Linked DNA regions of Mus musculus: region 1 is linked to region 2. A link is a contact called in public Hi-C data. All regions are on one chromosome and are shown on one strand. The core of a region is the stretch at or near the end of the contact, and the rest is flanking DNA. Distances in the headings are between cores, read along the strand shown.

Evidence for each region. A called contact is a pair of places that touch in the nucleus more often than the background predicts.
Region 1: a contact with region 2 is called in a Hi-C map of B cells, with 5 read pairs. The contact joins the promoter of Sf3a3 here to the promoter of Elovl1 in region 2. A contact is called at or near these places in 1 of 39 promoter capture datasets (cranial neural crest) and 1 of 484 Hi-C or Micro-C datasets (B cells).

The regions. Positions count from the first base shown.
Region 1 is chr4:124,713,201-124,716,180 of GRCm38.p6, forward strand. Sf3a3 (splicing factor 3a, subunit 3) reads left to right here and starts at 1,661. Exons shown (of 17, transcript NM_029157.3): 1 at 1,661-1,790; 2 at 2,069-2,116; 3 at 2,452-2,504; 4 at 2,610-2,715. The coding sequence starts at 1,695.
Region 2 is chr4:118,426,612-118,429,499 of GRCm38.p6, forward strand. It overlaps Elovl1 (elongation of very long chain fatty acids (FEN1/Elo2, SUR4/Elo3, yeast)-like 1), which reads left to right and starts at 1,482. Exons shown (of 8, transcript NM_019422.3): 1 at 1,482-1,604.

The sequences.
Region 1 (2,980 bases), core at 411-2,910, 6.3 Mb after region 2:
GAGTCCCTTGTGTTGATGCTGAAACCCAGTGCCTTGGAGTGTGTGTGTGTGTGTGTGTGTGTGTGTAAGTGTATGTGTATGTATGTTTGTGTGAATGTGTGTGTATATATGTGTGTGTGTATATATGTATGTGTGTGTATGTGTGTATATGTGTGTGTGAATGTGTGTGTGAATATGTGTGTGTATATATGTATGTGTGTGTATGTGTGTGTATATATATATGTGTGTGTGTATATATGTGTATATGTATGTGTGCATGTGTGTGTATATATGTATGTGTGTGTATGTGTGTGTGAATGTGTGTGTATGTATTGTATGTGTATGTATATATGTATGTGTGTATGTGTATGTTTGTATGTGTTTTGTTTGTTTGTTGTTTTGAGATAGAGTCTTATCACATAGCTCAGGCTGAACTTGAACTTGTTCTCCTCTTGCCTCCATCTCCTAAGCGCTAGGATCACGGGTGTGAGCCACTTTGCATTGCGCCGATGCCTCTTTCCTGGTGCATGCACTGTCACACACTTGTAATCCCAGCTCTCTATACTGATTCACTCTCTGCCCCTACTCTGTTTGTTTGTTTGTTTGTTTGTTTATGTTTCGTTTGGTTTGGTTTCATGAGACTGGATCTCTATGCAGCCCTGGCTGTCCTGGAACTCACTATGTAGACCAAACTGGCCTAGAACTCACAAAGATCTGTTTGCCTCCACCTTCTGCCTCTTCTGCCTCTGCTTCTTCCTCTTCCTCCTCTTTTAAGGAAAGGCAGTCTAGATTTCATTTTCTAAGCCATACAGTGGCTAGGTGTGGTGGCTCATACCTGTAATTCCAGCAAGTGGTAGGCGAAAAGCAGAAAAATAAAGAATTACATGGAATTGGGGCTGGTGAGATGGCTCAGTGGGTAAGAGCACCCGACTGCTCTTCTGAAGGTCGGAAGTTCAAATCCCAGCAACCACATGGTGGCTCACAACCACCCGTAATGAGATCCGATGCCCTCTTCTGGTGTGTCTGAAGACAGCTACAGTGTACTTTACATATAATAAATAAATAAATCTTTTAAAAAAAAAAGAATTACAGAGAATCAGAAGTTAACCTGTGCTGAACAGCAAGCATATCATTGCTTGAGTGTACCACGTTTTTCTTAAAGACTCCTCTGCCAATAAACAAAGGTTGTGTTCAAATATGTATGAGTTTTATTAAGAACAAACCCACCACCATCTCCACTTTACTGACAAACACACTAAAGTCCAGACAAGGGGAAAACATCACCAGAGGTCACACACTGAAAACTACTGCTGCTTCCAGTTCCCCTTTCCGTTCTGTATCCTTCAACTTATCCGTTCCTGCTAGTGTGTCCCTGCCGGCCCAGCTTTCTGCAGCAAGCCCCGGGCAAGCCAGCTGTCTCTCAACCTCAGCCTACAGGATTCTTGCAGGCTTCTTAGAGACAGCCAGCTTTCAACGCGGAGGCAGCGCTCCTTCAGACCCCCAGCCAGCAGGGGGAAGCGTAGCCACGGTCGCGGATAGCACCCGCTTGCTCTCTTCGTGGTGTTCCTTTTTTCTTGAGTCCCCCAAGACACTTCCGGGACACGCGGAACTTTGGTGCAGCCGGATGCTGCGCGCTGAGACGCTGGCTGAAAGGCGGCAGGCGGTGTTTCCGGCAGTGTTAGTGGTCCGCCTTGAAACGCCGTGGCCAAGGGAAAATGGAGACAATTTTAGAGCAGCAACGGCGCTATCATGAGGAGAAGGAACGGCTTATGGATGTTATGGCCAAAGAGATGCTTACGAAGAAGTCCACGGTGAGTGAGCCGTGGTCCGGGCCGCATCAGGAGGCGGGCCTGGGTCCTTTGCCGAGCCCTCGCGCTGTATTTGGCCTCGGAGCTTCTCTGCGCCCCATCCTCACCCTCCTCCTAAGCTGGCTCGGCACTCTGGCCTCGTTAACGTCCTCCGAGGGCCCCTCAATCTTCCTGCTTCAGCCCCTGGGACCTAAACCAATAAGCGCATCACCCCTCGGGTGCTCTTTCCAACTGCTAAACTCAAAGTAACAACGTATGTGTTACCGTTTGCCTTTCTGCAGCTTCGGGACCAGATCAATTCCGATCACCGCACTCGGGCCATGCAAGATGTGAGTGCGCCGCCGTCCGCTTCCCCTGGGGTCGGGCTGGGCGGGAAAAGTGCAGGCTGGGAAGGTTGAGTGGCCCTGCGTGATTTCTACCCCTGAGTTCTTAGACAAGCCCCTCTAGGGTACCTAATCAGATGTCCTATCTCTGCCTCCCAAGTGCTGGGATTAAAAGTGTATGCAACCACCTCGGGATCAAGCTGTCTCTTAAAAGTGGTGGAACTTTGAAGACCATGTATCTCATGAGTTTTCCTTGGGTTTTGCCAAGACATCCTTTCTTGTTTACTTAGCCCTGTGGTACAAATTTGCTTCATTCTGATGGCTTTGCGCTTCTGTTTCAGAGGTACATGGAGGTCAGTGGGAACCTGAGGGATTTGTATGATGATAAGGACGGGTAAGTGACGGTCACATCCCTTCTAACAATTAGTGCTTTTGAGGAGCCCTGGTGAGACCATGGGCTGTGTGCTTTATGCTCTTCGGGTTTGTTGATATCTTGCAGACTGCGGAAGGAGGAGCTCAATGCTATCTCAGGACCCAACGAGTTCGCTGAATTCTATAACAGACTCAAGCAGATAAAGGAATTCCATCGGAAGCACCCAAATGAGGTAAGGCCTCCCAACTTAGTGTCCTTAGACCTGGCCGTTAACAAAAGGGAAAGATGCAAAGGAAATGGAGCTATGCCATGTAGATGTCACTCCAAGAAAGAACGTGCCACTTCACTGCATGTTAAGTGACATCCTCTTGGCATCCCTCTGCAGTAAGAGAACACGGTGAAGCACTAGGGCTGCTTCACAAGAATGTCTCCTACTCAATATACTGTGCACCTAGCTCTGCCCTGAAATCTACCAACACAGTGGTGCTCTGTTCACT
Region 2 (2,888 bases), core at 232-2,731:
CAGCCCCATAGATGGATATGTTTGTATGTAAATTTGTGCACATTCATCTAACAAGTCTTAATCACACATGCAAAACACCATCCCGAACGCTCCACTGGGAGCTTTTGGATCCACCACAGATGTTCACTGGAGAGAAAGCTGCTGACATTTGATGGCTGGAGTTCAGGCTATGGCTTGAGAATGACATTTCAGGGACATGGGGGTCTAGTATACAATGATACAGAAGCTGGGTTTGGAAGTAAATTCTCTGCTGGTTGTTTTTTTTTTTTTTTTTTTTTTTTTTTTGGTCAAGAGTAGGTGCTAACAGGTAAACAGGTAATCTAAAGAATGCTGAAAACTATACTCTGGCCTTCATCTCTTATCAATGCCTAGGTAACCAAATCCACCAATTATGAACCTATTATCCTTCCTAGCCACTGCCTCTTCTAAATTCCTCAACTCTCTGCCTACTTACATCATCCAGTTGTCCAAGCTGTAATTGAGTCTTTATAGGAAAGACAGATTTCATGCCATGCAATAGTTGGACTATCTGGTGCTGGGGTGGGTGGGTGGTGGTACTGAATTGACATCTAACTCCTCCCCCACCCCTACCCCTGCAACGTTGTCTGGCTTTCCCAACCCCATCTGTTACCTCTTCAGACCAGCTGTTTTCCTCTCACCTGGTCTCTCTAGTACCTTGTACCTGGGTTATAAGTTATGTTAGTGTGGGGAGCAGAGCTTAATGTGGTTTCGCTCACTGTAGATGGCCAGTAAATGTCTGACAGATGAGATGAGCTGCCTCAAAATTCTTGTTTTCTTCTGCTTCTAGAATAAGTCAGGCAGCCTCATTTGGCCTCCAAGATCTACTACATTGAACCACAGCCAATTTCACTTGCTACCCCCACCCCCACCCCCTTTCACTACCTTGAAGGCCAGTTTAGACAGTGATTCACAGTTCTTGCCTGGGGCCACTTGTATTCTCCCATCTCCGTTCCAGGAAATCCTCTCTGTGCCTCCTAAAGCTAGGACTCATCCAAGTTTATAGGCTCTGAGAAGCATGGTGGTGGCCGACTGCTGCCTCCCGCTAAAGCCTCCCGCCACCCCAATCAGCCCTTAGTAGGCACAGCTGGCCCTCCTCTTCCAGGAAAAGCCTTGAGGGAACGGTTGAACCCTGGAAATTTCCCGTAATCATAAGCCGCGACTGTCACAAAGCAGACAGGAGATGAGTGGGTCCTCATGCTGGACTGGACAGAGGACCACGAATGGGGCCATGCAGGCTGAACCTCAAGAAGAAGCTGGGTGCGGGCCAAGCCATAGTCATCGGCGGGACAGGCTGAGAGATGCGAAGGAAGGGGTGGAGAGCTGGGGCTGGGTGTGCTTCCTGCCCCGGGATCTGGCGACCCGCCCCTGCTCCCGCCCTGGCGGCCAGGCAGGCGCTGGACGGCCCCTCCTGCCTCGGCCAGCCGCCCAATCAGCAGGCGCCCCCCGCCCGGCCCGCCCCCTCCCCCTCTGGTGACAGAAAGTCGGCCCAGCAGATGAGGAAGTGGCCGGCAGGCGGCCCTGGGGACTTCTCTCCGGCCCTGATCCCTTTGAACCCTTCACTGCTGCCCGCCTGGTTTCCACTGGTGAGTGTGTACCTTCCATGGCTCCCCACGTGCCAGCGCCCCCTGCCTGGCTGGCCAGGCTAGCCCTGCCCTGCCTGCCTTGCCCTGCCCTGCCCAGGCTGTGGGCGAGGCTGTTCCTGGGGCGAGTGGGTGGGAGGTCCCAGGCACTGGGGCTGGGCCTGCCCACAGGATCCCTCCCCGGCACCTTGGCCCCTGACCCCCATTTGCTCACACCTAGTTCTTTTTCAGCACCTCCTGGCCTTCCACCCTTTGCCCACTCCTCTCTTTTCCCTTCCTGCCCCATGCCGGTGCCCTTTTTCTTTTCCATCCATCTTAAGGGAACTGGCTCTGTTTCACTGCGGGAGGGGGGTGGTGCGCACCCGGGTTTCCCTCAAACTTAGGGAGAGATCCTCAGAAGTCTGGACTCCCTCTTGCCCTCTGGGTCACTGTGTATCTCCCGGTGTTAAGTGGTGGTGAAGGGCGAGTGAATTGGAGGAGGTGGTTGAGGGAGGAGATAAGGAACTGGCAAGCTCACGTGTGTCAGAGCACATGCCTAAGTGCTAGGCCCCACTCCAACATAAGCCACCAACCAAAGTCTAACTGTAGGAAGAAATGAGTGTCACTCACCAGAGAGCTGTGTGTGCAGAAGGGAGGTGTGGGTGAAGATGTACCCATGCCTGGTCAGCTGTATGTCCCGCGGTTAATGCAATCCCTGACAGGTGTGAAGTTTAGGAGCCTGGCATGTCCGAGTCCAGTAGGGAGGCCTGTTTGGGTGATGTGGTCAACAAGATATGCCTGGACTGTGTGTGGATGTATGCTGGCTAGCTCCTGGCGCGGTATGCATGTCTCTGGGGGTGGTTGAGAGCGGTGTGATGAAGGTACATATTACTGTGTGAGAGCGTGGATGTGGATGGTAGAACTCAAGCCCCAAGGCTGGAGATTGATGGAGAGCAGCTGGAGCACTCCGCTTGTTGGGCAATTGCCGGAGTCCTCTGGGACAAAGTCCTAGGCTCTCCTGGGTCTAGGCTAAATTTTTGTATCCCTATAAACTTTCCCTTGGCATTCCTTCCAACTTTGAGGAGGAGGGGACCTAGCCCATGAGGCTCCCTCCCAGAAGAGGGAAAGATTCCTGAGACCTCCCCCACTCTCCCACCTCCTCACATACCACTGGTGTCCTCACCCCTCCCTGGTAGGGAAGGGTGATGCCCATTCTAAAGTAGGACAAACTAAGAATTCATGGCTGGTTTGGGAGAGAATGCTGGGTGTGGATTTTTTAGCAGTTCTGGCTTTGGCCAGACGTCCTGG